Regions from separate parts of the Sus scrofa genome. Here all the other regions are linked to region 1. Evidence: chromatin contacts called from public HiChIP or PLAC-seq data. All regions are on one chromosome and are shown on one strand. Each heading gives the region's core, a stretch centred on a gene start, on an enhancer-like site or on the middle of the called end of the contact. The rest is flanking DNA. Distances are from core to core; before and after follow the strand shown.

Region 1 (3,182 bases), core at 416-2,915:
CGAGTTCCCAGACTCCCAGGATATCCCTGGTTCCTTTACAGTCAGGAAGAGAGATCGTGACTTTCATTGCTCTGGACAAAAAAGGACTTAGACTGGGCAGGAGTCAGGCACAAGATAGGCCTGGCTTGCAGGGCAACATGAACCTGGCCTTGGCAGAGAAGTCTGCAGGACAGAGCTGGGATAATGGAAGAACCAGCTAACATTCTCTGGGTGCTCTCTTTATACTGGATACCCTAATATCTAACCCTTAACAGAAACCATTCACTCTGTCATCTGCCCAGGGAGGTAGTCATCATTACAGCAATCTTTCAGATGAGAAAATTGAAGCCCAGAGAGCTTAAGTGCCTTGTCCAATATTACATAGCAAGTCAGTAGTAGAAGCAGGTTTCCAGCCCAGCCAGTCTGGCGCCAGAGCCTACACGCCAACCTATAGGTTACACCTGAAGAAGGCCTTTTGTAGGCAACAGAGCTCTCCATTAAACCTATGAGGAGGGCCCAGAGAGGTCATGGAACTTCATCAGTAACACACAGCATCACCCAATGCTTCGTTGAATCCTCAAGTTTCCACTCTAGAGCCATCCCACTCCTCCTTCCTCACCTCTCTTTTCTCTACAGCAGCCTTGCCTCTAAGCTGGCCTTGTAGGTTAATGGCAACCAGCTTGGGAGTCAAAATGAGGGTTAAATCTTGGCCATACAACTCACCAGTTGCAGGTACTTGGACAAGCTGCATGGTTTCCCGGCCTCAGTTTTCATATCTATCGAATTGTTGTATAGTCTTGTTCCCCTAGAAGGGAGACTGAAAGGGTTAACTGCGGTACTGGGCAGTCCTTCTGCGTCATTGTTTTAACTTCTTCAGAGCGCTGTGAAGAACACCTCCTCTGGGACAGTGTTCTCCTTGAAAGACATCCAGCACACACTAGGTCCTCAATTAATCATGGGATGCATGCATACATTTTCTTGAATACATGAGTGTCTAGCACAGAGGCCAAGGTAGGTAAACACTAGTTTCTCTCAGCCAGGTGACTTCATAGGGTCCAGTCATCTGCGTTTATTATTTATTAGGTTAATAAACTAATTTTGGTCAAAGTGTCCATAGCTGCTAACAGTTGAAACTAGGGTCATTCTTCAAGGTAAGATTGACATATTAACTGCAACTCTCTAGCAGTCAGACAAAAGTAGGCTGTTTTATCCTACCATGAGACCTTCCAGAAGAAAAGACAGAACAAAGAGAGGTAGAGGGAAGAACCGCCAATGCAGGGAGGGCAGAGAGAGGTGGGGGTGGGGAGGGAGCAGAGGAGGATGGAAGTGGTAGAAAGGGATCAAAGACCCAGGAAGCCCCCCTGCTGGCAGGTTCACTTGTTTTCACCGCTCACAGCCCAGAGCCTAGGACTAGGCAGGCACATCGTGGGCGCTCGGTAACTCTTTGCTAAAAAAAGCCTGGATGTGAATGAAAAAGGAAAAGGGGGCAGGGAGAAAAATTCCGGCAGGGGAGAGGCAGAGATGAAGAGAGAAAATCAGCGACAGAGCTCCAACAAAGACAGACAGGACAACCAGAGGCAGAGAGAGGGCGACCGGCGGCCTGGGCAGGGGGTGGGCGGACCTTGCTAGCGGAGCCGGGCGCCCCGGCCCCACCAGCGAGGGCGCAGCAGATGGGCTGCGGGTGCGCACCCAGAGCGCAGCGCCTCCGCCCGTCCGCTCACCCGCCCGCTCGCCCGCCCCAGGCAGCCATAAGTGGGACATGTGGCTGGAGGAAGGTCACGGCCTCGCGGAGGGGACTTTCCTGGGGTGGGGGTGGAGGACCTGGGAACGCTGGCCTTTAACTTCCCAGGTCAGACCACCCCGCGCGGCCTCTGACGCAGGGACCCCGGGGACCTGTCCTCTGGTCTGACCTTTTAAGTCCCTCCCTGCCATCAAGGCTCTAACAAAGTCCCTCCCCTCCCCCAGCCTAGGGGTTCTCACACTTGAATGCCTCAGAATCACCAGGCAGCTTTGCTCATTAATTTAATGGAACGATTAAATTAAGTCCGTGATTTAATTATTGTTAAATCCATTGTTGCCTGATCCACTGCCACCCCTGTTCTGATTCAGTGAGTTTCGGGTGGGGCCTGAGACTATGCATTTCTAATAAGTTTCCCGGTGAAGTTGATGCATTTGGTCTGGGGACCAGCCCTTGAGAACCACCGTCCTGTATGGGACAATTGTCTCCCTCATTTTCCTCCTTAATCCACAAAATACCTGTTCACCTTCCCAATGAGCCTGGAACCCTTGGCAGCTAAGCAAACAGGTGGAAGAGAGGGGACCTGCATTTGGGCAAAGCCAAGAGGACAAGGGGAAACTCAACTCCCAGCTCTAGAGGCTGTCACCAGCGTTAGTGGCTTACTCTAGTCTCCTGGGAGGCCTCTGTGTGGGATCCAGAACAGGGCAGAACCCTGAGTAGTTAAAAACCAGGTTAATAGGTTTGGCTCCAGAAAAGGAAGAAAAAAGCCCTTTCTTCAGGAGAGAAGAGTGTACAAGGAGGACGCCTATTCATTCATCAACCAGTGGTGCCCTAAGTAGTGCCACTGACACTCATCATTCAAAAAAAAAAAAAAAAAAGTTAATTGAGCAGCTGTTTATGCCAGGCACTTTCTGGGTGTTGGGGATATTGCAGGAAACAAATTTGAGATTAATATCTTAGGGAGAATGCTTTTCAGTAGGGAGATTAACAAGAAACATGGGAAAGAGTAAATTATTGAGTACGTTAGAAGGTAATAACTAAGGAAAAATGTGAGTAAGGTAAGGGAGTGCCAGTGGGTGCAGTATTCTTATTTTAAATTTTTTTAATTTTTATATTTTTAGATTTTATGGTCACACCCATGGCATATGGAAGTTTCCAGGCTGGGGATTGAATCTGAGCTGATACAGTTGGATTCTTAACCCACTGCACTACAGTGGGAAGGCTGAGTGGGTGCAGTTATAAACAAGATGGTCAAAGTAGAGCTTGTTGGGAAGATGACATTTGAATCAGGAATTTAGGTAGCTAGCTGACAGAACTTTCAGGTAAAGGGAACTGCCAGTGCAAAGGTCCTGAGGCAGGAGCATGCCTGGTGTGTCTGAGGCCTCCCGGAAGAGATCAGTGTAACCAGGGTGGAGGTGGGGTGTGGGAAGAACTGAGTAGGAGACGAGGGCAGAGGTCAGAGGCA
Region 2 (3,182 bases), core at 365-2,864, 390 kb before region 1:
AGCCTGCTCCCTCAGTGTACTTCACGCATCTAGACTCCAAAGTACTTGAGTTTGTAACCTGAAGATTTTGGTTCACTGTCTTCATGTTACAGATGCAAAAAACAGCCTAATCAGAAGTGCTGTGCTCAAGGTCGCCATACAAGTGAGGCTCTGAGACGAGGCTAAATTCCAGGCCTCCCAACTCAAAGGGCTATAGGATTTCTCAGAAATGAAGATTGGTCCCCACTCCTGCCCATGCTTTAGTCAGGAAGCTTCAGGTCTTTCCTCCTCTTTCTCAGGAGGCTGATGTCCCCCAGCTGGTGGGAGGGGCCACAGGGAAGATCCAGACAGAATAAGCTGGAAGAAGATGCTCTAGAAGGCAGAAAGAGAGAGAACAGCCTCCCTTTTCTTTCTCCAGCTCCCAATTTCTTCCACTGATGGGCAGGACTTGACAGTACAGAGGCGGAGAGACTGAAAATTCCTGGGCTCTTGCTTCCTCATCGGTAACATGGAAGCACTATGACTTGGTGGAGGTTGTATGAGAGGTATTCATTCTCTGCGTAGAGCATCTGGGATCCACTCAGTTGTGACTGCCTACAAGATGTCAATGCTGAGGGCTCAGCTACGCCTGGAACATGGGGCATCCTTGGTGGATGCTGGCGTTACTGAGGAGAAACAGGACAGACAGGATCTTTGGTACCCAGTCCAGACTCTCTGCCTTTGGCTGCAGCCCCTCCACATTTCAATAGCTCTTTTCCTAAACGGGCAGTTCTCACGTTGGCTGCACATTAAAATATCCTGAGGTGCTTTTATAAATCTTGAGGCCCAGACTGCATCCCAAACCAAGTGAACAGAATTTCTAGGGGTGGGATCCAGTGATCAATGCCACAGCCCTTGGCCTCCTCCTTACCTGAGATCCACCCTGTGTATGAACTTCCCTTCCTACCACCTTACCCTTGCCCTTGGATCCTGGACAGATTAATTAAACCCTTCTGAGCCTTAACTTTTTTGGGGGGCTGCACCTGGGGCATATGGAAGTTTCCAGGCTAGGGGTCGAATCGGAGCTACAGCCTCTGGCCTACACCACAGTCACAGCAATGCCAAATCTGAGCTGAGTCTGCGACTCAGACCACAGCTCAGGGCAACGCCGGATCCTTAACTCATTGAGCGCGAGGGCAGGAATTGAACCCACTTCCTCTTGGTTCCTAGTTGGGTTCATTAACTGCTGAGTCCCAAAGGGAACTCTGAGCCTTGACTTTCTTATCAGGACAACAGGGGTGTAGGGGAGACAGTGGACAGCCTACCAGCATCCATTTCCTCCTTTTTCTTTCCAAGCAGAAGGCTGAGTTTGGAAGCTGACCAGCTCCAGGTGTAGGCCTGTTTGGCCCAAGGGTTGTCCAATTTTGCCAGTGATTGGTTTAGGAACAAGACTGTGGACCCAACTCTATTAAGTAAGATATGAGAGGAGGCTTCTAGGGAGTTTTCTGGCTCCTGAGAAAGAACAAGAAGAGCTTCTGTGTGGCATCTTGATCAGACTCTTGGACTGTTGCCACCATCCCGTAACCAGCCTGAGGATGAAGGCAGTGCAGGGGCATGGCACTGAAAGATGAATTCTGGGAGTTCCCATTTCGGTTCAGTGTAAACAAACCTGACTAATGTCCAAGAGGACATGAGTGGGATCCCTGGCCTTGCTCAGTGGGTTAAGGATCCGGTGTTGCTGTGAGCTGCATGGTAGGCTGGCAGCTACAGCCCCAATTCTACCCCTAGCCTAGGAACTTCCATATGTCACAAGTGTGGCAGAAAGAAAGAAAGAAAGGAAGGAAGGAAGGAAGGAAGGAAGGAAGGAAGGAAGGAAGGAAGGAAGGAAGGAAGGAAGAGATGAATTTTGGTTACCTGGAGTTTTTAGAAGATTAAGTCACAAGAATAAGAGTAGAAAACCAGCATTTACTGAGTCCCTATCATGCTCCAGGCTCTGTATTAAGTCTATCATGATAGGTCCTATTTCATGTAATTCTGACATTATGGTGGGTGGGCATTATAAAGTACTCAGCCTGTAGAGTTGGATCAGTTGATTTTAATTTTAGCTTCAACATTTAGGCAAATGCGTGACACTCTCTAAACCTCAGTTTTCTCATCTGTGAAATGAGACGAATGGAACCTACACATCATGGGACTGTTGGAAGGACTAAATGAAATAATGCATGTGGGAGTTCCTGTCGTGGCTCAGTGGAAATGAATCTGACTGGTATCTGTGAGGGTGCAGGTTCGATCCCTGGCCTTACTCAGTGGGTTAAGGATCGGGCATTGCCATGAGCTGTGCTGTAGGTTGCAGATGCAGTTGGGATCTGGCATTGCTGTGGCTGGGGTATAGGCCGGAGTCTGCAGCTCCAATTAGACCCCTAGCCTGGGAACTTCCACATGCCTTGGGTGTGGCCCTAAAAAAAAAAAAAAAGACAAAAAAAGAAATAATGCATGAAAACCAGGTGTTATTTATTTTTTAAATCAACTTTGTAAGGTAGTTATTATTATTATTATTATCATTATTTACTTTTTACATATGAATAAAGTGAGAATCACAAAGCCCACTGACTGAACCAAGATCCCACGATATACAAGCAGTGGAGTTGGGATTGAAACCCAAGACCTCACTCCTAATCTACCGCTTGTGCCTCTTTCCACTCCTCTCCTGCTTTCCATACTCAGTTGAGGAAATCTCAACAATTCCCTGCAGTAAGCAGTGCAAAGGGAATTCTTCCACAAACACAGGTTTGCAAGCAAACTGGGTGAAAGTGAGAAGCCAGACCTGCCTGAGGCATGGGTGTAACCGAAGAGCTGTGAAAGGTGAGGATCCCCGTGCAGCAGAACACTTTCAGGTTTGCAAATAACAAAGGACCATAAGATCATAGACTCTTAGGGTTCAAAGAATCTTCAGAAATCATATAACCCAACCCAAGCTGTGCGGGAATTTCTGCTTTCCTCCCTCTTGAGGTAACAGGATTCCTACTTTCCAGAGGAGGCCATTTCAAATTCTTAAAAGTTAAAACAATTGGTTGACATTTGCCTCCCTAGAACTTCCACCTCTTGGTTCTAGGAGTACCAATTGGTTCTCGGAGTACCAGTTTCCTGAACTGTAGTCTTCAGGAAAAGAGAGAACATCTCTCATTCTTCTGCTACATAAAAACAGGCAGCATGGAAGGTTAGCA
Region 3 (3,182 bases), core at 292-2,791, 340 kb after region 1:
TATACTGCATAATACATAAAAGACAGTCCAAATCACAGAAGAACTTATAAGACTGTAATAGTTACAAGATGTAATTCAGAAAAGGCACTGGTTGGGAATAGTGTCTACTGAGAATAAGCCTATAAGGGCAGGGACTCTTATCTATCTTGTTCTTTAATGCATTTTCAGCAGGACAGCAGTGCTTGGTACATAGTAGGTACTTAGTGAACATTTCCTTAATGAATTACAATTGATGAGGATATCATCAGAAAATTATTTAATCAGCTATATTGCAATAAAATTTTTTACAAAGTTAGTAAAAATATTTAATCAATAATTTAAAATAGAATTTAATAAAATGGAATTGAATTCCTAGTGAAAATGATTCTGGTTTTAAGAGGGAAATGAATGCTTAATGTTTCAGCAGATGTCTTTCAACAGGTGGCTGAACATGTCAGGTTGGAGTTTTTCATTACTTTCTTGGACTGAGTGAATTGTTCTGGGCCTTGGGTACCTTCCATTCAGGAGTAAGAATTGCTGGAATGTTTTTCATTTAGTCTTGTGTCAGTCGTGGTTCCAGGTCTAGAAAACTCCCTAAGCCAACCTGCCCAGGTGAGATCTCTATAGAGGGATTTAGGTGCTAGGTACAGGTCAAGCCCCTGACTCTGACAGTTCTTTTAAATCAGTAGCCAGTCGGAGTTCCTGCTGTGGCTCAGTGGTAACAAACCCGACTAGTATCCTTGACAAAGTGGGTTCGATCCCTGTCTTTGCTCAGTGGGTTAAGGATCTGGTGTTGCTGTGAGCTGTGGTGTAGGCTGGCAGCTGTAGCTCCAATTCTACCCCTAGCCTGGGAGCATCCATATATTGTGGGTGCTACCCTAAAAAGCAAAAATAATTAAAAAAAATATTAATAATAAATCAGGAGGCAGTCTGCTGGCCATCATGCACACACAATGGCACTATTTTTTGTGGGTTTTTTGTTTATTTGTTTTTTGGTTTGTTTTATTTATTTATTTATTTTTTCCATTGAGGGCTCATGGTTCACATAACGTTGGGGCTCTACAAGAATTGGACCAGGTCTTAACAATCTTTGAAGCTACGCCAGGACATAGTATGCCTGTGTAAAACAGCAAACTCATGCAAAGTACCACAGTCATTTGAAATTACCTCCAGCCTATTGTTTGAGAGTTGCCCGTTCTTGTTTTTGTTCTCCCTTCCCTACACCAAATTGAAAGTCCATTCAGTCCGAAAGGACTCTGCAGGCAGGGCAGGATGTCACTTAGCACTGTCCCGGCCGATCCAGCTGACCTGTTGACCTTGGCAAAAATGAGCGGGGACTGGGGGTCCGGTGCCAAGCACAGAGGGACCAGGGTCGCATACCACCCACGCCCAAACCTCTCGCTGACATTTCCATGGGCTCTGAGCCAGCTCTCCCCGCTGGGTTTCATCTCCTGTTTGTAGGAATACAAAGGAACACTGAACCTTCCAGTTAATACAACACCCTGCCCCCACCTCCCCCTTCCTGGAGAGGATAACAGTTCTGTTGACCATTATAATGCATTTTCTGTCTCCCAGCAATCCACACAGTCATTAATTTCTGCTGCTGACGTCAGGCAAGAGGATTATGTGTGTGTCTGAAACTGTTCCCAAAGTGCTCATTAGTCATAGATAATTGAAAAACTGGTAGGGGAGGATTTGGTGTAATAGTAGCCCCCGCCTATGAAGAGAGACGGCAACCACCGGCTAATTGTAGGCCCCAGCGTGTGACCCTCACACCGACTCTGCCCATCGGAATGGGAATCAGTGGCCATGAGCCCAGCAGCCCTCAGAGCGGTTGCTTTTTTACACCCCAAGGTGAGCTTGTGTTCACAGGAACAGAGGCCACAGCCAGAGCAAGGAAATACGTGAACGGGCCTCGGGCCTCTCTCCTGCCTTCAGGCTGAGGAACAGGGTTTAAAAAAGGTGTGCAGTGTTCTCCCTAGTGGAACTGTGCGTTTATTTTAACTAGCTTGTCTCGATCATGAAAGACATACAAGGCCAGGGTACAGAAGAAGCCCAAATGACAGCCCTTCCCTGGACCCGAGTCTCCACTGTAACAATATTCTGCATATTTTTTCTAGGATTTTTCTGGGAGTGTATGTGCTTAATTTCGGTACCGTTTAATACAAGTCACAAATGGGATCTTACTCCAATTGCTATTCTGCAGCTTGCCACTTTCCCTTAACTTATCCTGGACTCCCTTCCACATCCATACTTTTAATTCTTCCTCGTTCATGTTAACGGCTGTGAAGTGTTTTCTGCTGAATACATGTGCTCTAATTTGTTCACCCTGCATAGAGTTAAGGGGGCAAATACCTTTGGAAATATTACAGAAAAACTACGTTCAAAGTAGAGCAATTAGAAGGTATAGGTTAATTAAAAAAAAAATGAAAAACACGTATTTTCTCTCTCCAGGGAAAACCTCTTCTCTGTATTGCTTCCTTAGGAAGGGATTTTTACAAATAAATCCATCTACATCTCTGTGGTTGTTTTTTAAAAGAAGTCTTCTCTGCTACTGTTTGGCAGCCTGCTTTTTTAGTTGGCTTGATTGTTTTAAAGATGAAAATGATTTCCTGTTCTCGCCTTTCTCTACACTGCAGGTTTATCTTCTTAAATGATAAATCAGGGAGCTCAGAGCTGTTGGTCATTGGGGCCACACTGCCTTAGTTGGCCCTGCCTGAGGTCCCCTGCTCTTGTCCAGGTGGCCACAGGTCCCCTTGCCTACCTGGTGCCCTTTTTTGCCAACATACCGAATGCCTCACACCCTCTGTGCTCATCGGGACTCCCTGCAGTGAACCCACTTTCACTCTAATGGCATCCGTTTCCCCAAGCACTGAAACCAGCAATCGGCCACCTGTCTTTCCAGACCAAGCTCGGATGTCACCTTCCTCTTGATTTCCTGCCCTCGCCAGTGCTCTGAGACCACCACGCACATTCCACCTTCAGAGCTTTTATCTACAGTCTTGAGGGCCTTGGTTTGCACAGACTGCTGTGCAAGCCTTCTGAGATCGGAGGCTCGTCTTTCACTCATTCCCCAGCACCCAGATCTAGGCACAGGGCAATGGAAAATATCTGGGGCCTTCATCATAACCATTGTCTTGAAATGTTCGCTGAATGGTTGAATGAAGAAATGAAGAGACCGCAAATGCAGAGGCTGTGAAGTT
Region 4 (3,182 bases), core at 346-2,845, 320 kb after region 1:
GTTTTAAAATAAAGTTCACCACAATAGTGATGAGAATACAGGCTTTTATCTTTTGTAAGTCAAAAACTTGATGAAGAATGTGTATCAATCAGGAATATGCAAACACTTTAATCTGGGGGTTCAGTTTTTCTCTTTTTATTGGTGAAGACATGATTCTACTCCTCAAAAGAAAGAGTTAGTGGTTTTATTTTTTTAAGCTCACTAAGATGGTTCAAAAAGTCTTGGCTAGCAAACACCTTTTTAAAAAATCAATTTTTCAATAATTTAGAGTGAATCAGACCCTTAGAGTTACATTTCCCTTAAGGGAGATATGCTTTCAAAATAATTAAAGTCGAGGCAGCTTTATAGATCTTGAGAAAATGTGCTCAGAAAAAATGTCCTTTGATTTCTTATGAACCCCAAAGCTTCAATAAAAAACTGGACAATACTGAGGTCGACTTCATAGCTTCATCACTAGCTAGTGGTACAGAGACGGCTCCATGCCCACCTAATTTTTATATCTTTTTCCTTTCTTTAACAAAATTCAGACTTTTAGCTGGATATAGGGCTCTTTAAAGACTATATTTCCTGGCTTCCCATGCAGCTATATATGTTCGTCTAAGTTTAAGTCAGTGAGATGCTGGCAGAAGTGTTCTGTATTCCCGAGAGGTCTCCTTTAAAGCAGGATAAGGGGACTGTCTAAAAGGGTATCCTTCCTGTCTACCTGAATCAGGTATGCTGACTGAAGTTCTTGTGCCCATTTTAGACAAGGAAGACAAGAGCCATTCCACAGGGTTGGCAGAAATAGGAGTTTTTGTGGTGCTACCATAAGTGCCTTGGATTTTCTATCTTTGGGCTTCTTTTACCAAACAAATTTATTTCTGTTGTTTCTTTTTTACGTCACTATTTTGTGGGTTTATAGCTGAATTTAATCATAACTAATAGAAAATAGTGACTCATCAAGTTTGGAAAAACAGCAAGAATATTAACATCAGGTGACATTATCGAGCACCTTCTGTATGCTGGGAACTCTTCTGAGAGCTTTATTTGTAACAGCTCATGTAATGCACTCAACAGTCTTCTTGTTTTACAGATGATGCAACAGAGGCATGGAAAGGTTATATAACTTGCCCTGGGTCACACAACCAAGGCAAGAGTTGAAACCAGTCAATCTAGTTCTAGAACTTTCTCTCAACCACTGTGGGAAAGTGACTTGACAACATTTCAAAAGCAAGCAAACAGTGGACTCCGATCTAGCTTTTCCCCGTTTAGAGACTTATCCCCTCCACCTGACTTGGTCGCTGATAATGTGTCCTCTGTCACTTCACTTAACACCCCCTGCACCTCAGGCTCTCCACCAATAAGAGGCATATGACAACACCTCCCCAAATGTATTGGGCATCTACTTTGAGCCTGGCACTCTGCCAGGTATGTGGATATGTTAGTGACAGCCTTGCCCAAAAGGAGTGCACAGACTGGGCAAAGAATTGAGACCCGAACCTTTGAGAAAAGCTGGAGAATAAGGGAAATGCAGAACACCACCATGCCCAGGAGAGTTTTCTGTGCTGGGCACATAGTAGACAACCCGTGAATGTTTCTGGAACGGAAGTGACAGCCCATGACTAAGTGCCATATAAGCTGGAAGACATGAATGGTGTGACTCAAAGGGAAAGAGCTTCCTTTGGGGTTCAGAGAGCTCGGGGAGCAAGGCGCTTACTAAAGGTAGGTTCTGGGTTAATGTTGGTGGAGTCAGTAAGTGAAGGAGGCTTACAGATTTGGTAAATTTGGGTTGATGATAAGTCGAGTAGGCTCCTCCCTCCTTCCTGTTCTTTCTGTCCCAGGTTTAGTTCCTTAAACAGAGTCCATGCTTGCCTGCTTTAGGACCTATACCAATACTTTTCTCTCCACCAGCCATGCTTCCTGGCTTCTCTTCCTCGATAAGTTCTGCTACTCAGCCTTCTAGACTCAATGACCTACAGGGAGGCTCTCCTGAGTAGACCAGATCACTCTTACATTCCCCAAGGGGTGGTGGAACCCATCCCAGTGGAAGACTTGATTCTAAAGTCAGGACATATTGTGAGAGTTTTTTCAGCCAGATGTATCCTTCAGAATCCCTTAGGAAGCAAGCTCCAAAGTGGAAACTGACCGACCAGCACAGGCAATTATTCCAATATTTATTTATTTATTTTTCTTTCTTTGGTATACTGACCTATTTTAGGGCCTAGGTTTATGAAGAAATTAGATCACATTCAGCCAAGCAGTTTATGCACTTCAAGGGCATTAGGTAAGTAGACCATGATACGAATGGCACCCCCGAAAGTTGTTCAGTGCTTGCAGAACTGTATGCAGTGGGCTGGTTAGAGTCCTGTGTAGCAAAAGAAGATACACTGAGAAAATCAGAGCTGAAGCCAACCCAGGGAAGAGTTTATTTACATCCCACTCCAGGGCTGGGTTCCCTGAGTGCCATGGTGAAGTAAACCACCTGCATTATTTATATTGTTTAATTTCTCTCTGCATCTCTCATTTGCTTCCTGAATCCTGTGTACAGTTGAATTTGTGTGTCATATCTATGCAAACCACAAATCTGTTGCACTTCCTCTTATAACACTCATTACATTTGAATTTTTCATGGATTGTTAGTAATTATGGGTTTTATTTTCCTACTACATTATACATTCCACGAGGGCAGGAACATGTCCACCTGCAGTGGCCTCAGCACAAGCGCAGTACCTGGTGTAGGTTTTTCAGGCAGTTCCACGCCAAACATTGATGTGGCTTTCCACTCTCCAGCCTTCAAGAAGATCTGTTGAACTTTTTTCTCAGTTCCTCAGAGCTTAGATCTGTAGCTACTGAGGCTCTCAGTTAAGCCTGGGGGAGATAAAACCTGCCTGGGCTGGTGCTGCTCTAATGCTCCAGAAACTCCTGGAGCTGATAATTATCCAGAGACACTTGATACATGAAGGGTTTAAGGAGCTTTGGACCACCTTGGCTCATTATCACCTCATTAAGCCCTCCCACCTCTAAATGGTCTTCTCACCATTCCCACTGCCATCCCCAGGCTCCTCCCCAGCCTGACTTTGACTGAGGCCCTTTCACAAGTGAACTTCACAGAAATGTGATCTTGAGCCTGTGTCAGTGTTGGTTTCTGAAAAGGCTATCTAGTAACACCCGCATTACCTTCTCCTTTTTTAATGTTTTTCTTT

The links. HiChIP or PLAC-seq counts read pairs in DNA pulled down with a chosen protein or histone mark.
Region 2: an H3K27ac HiChIP or PLAC-seq map of alveolar macrophages shows a contact between it and region 1. The contact joins two enhancer-like sites. A contact is called at or near these places in 2 of 47 Hi-C or Micro-C datasets (embryonic fibroblasts and epiblast stem cells) and 2 of 2 datasets of contacts at active chromatin or transcription factors (alveolar macrophages and skeletal muscle).
Region 3: an H3K27ac HiChIP or PLAC-seq map of skeletal muscle shows a contact between it and region 1, with 3 times the contacts expected there. The contact joins two enhancer-like sites. A contact is called at or near these places in 2 of 2 datasets of contacts at active chromatin or transcription factors (alveolar macrophages and skeletal muscle).
Region 4: an H3K27ac HiChIP or PLAC-seq map of alveolar macrophages shows a contact between it and region 1. The contact joins two enhancer-like sites. A contact is called at or near these places in 1 of 47 Hi-C or Micro-C datasets (embryonic fibroblasts) and 1 of 2 datasets of contacts at active chromatin or transcription factors (alveolar macrophages).

What each region holds. Positions count from the first base shown.
Region 1 is chr6:153,333,889-153,337,070 of Sscrofa11.1, reverse strand. All of the region lies in intron 3 of LOC102165506 (a long non-coding RNA gene), which reads right to left. Among named protein-coding and RNA genes, the nearest start is that of FGGY, 120 kb to the right of the region's middle. Within about 2 kb of position 1,665, at least 39 of the 83 cell types and tissues checked have an H3K27ac peak or open chromatin away from gene starts, as enhancers often do. A contact at or near this core is called in alveolar macrophages and skeletal muscle, where this site is marked.
Region 2 is chr6:153,726,058-153,729,239 of Sscrofa11.1, reverse strand. No RefSeq gene overlaps it. Among named protein-coding and RNA genes, the nearest start is that of MYSM1, 28 kb to the left of the region's middle. Within about 2 kb of position 1,614, at least 1 of the 83 cell types and tissues checked has an H3K27ac peak or open chromatin away from gene starts, as enhancers often do. A contact at or near this core is called in alveolar macrophages, where this site is marked.
Region 3 is chr6:152,997,395-153,000,576 of Sscrofa11.1, reverse strand. All of the region lies in intron 6 of FGGY (FGGY carbohydrate kinase domain-containing protein), which reads left to right. Among named protein-coding and RNA genes, the nearest start is that of FGGY, 210 kb to the left of the region's middle. Within about 2 kb of position 1,541, at least 23 of the 83 cell types and tissues checked have an H3K27ac peak or open chromatin away from gene starts, as enhancers often do. A contact at or near this core is called in skeletal muscle, where this site is marked.
Region 4 is chr6:153,017,579-153,020,760 of Sscrofa11.1, reverse strand. The region is part of intron 6 of FGGY (FGGY carbohydrate kinase domain-containing protein); the gene reads left to right. Among named protein-coding and RNA genes, the nearest start is that of FGGY, 190 kb to the left of the region's middle. Within about 2 kb of position 1,595, at least 2 of the 83 cell types and tissues checked have an H3K27ac peak or open chromatin away from gene starts, as enhancers often do. A contact at or near this core is called in alveolar macrophages, where this site is marked.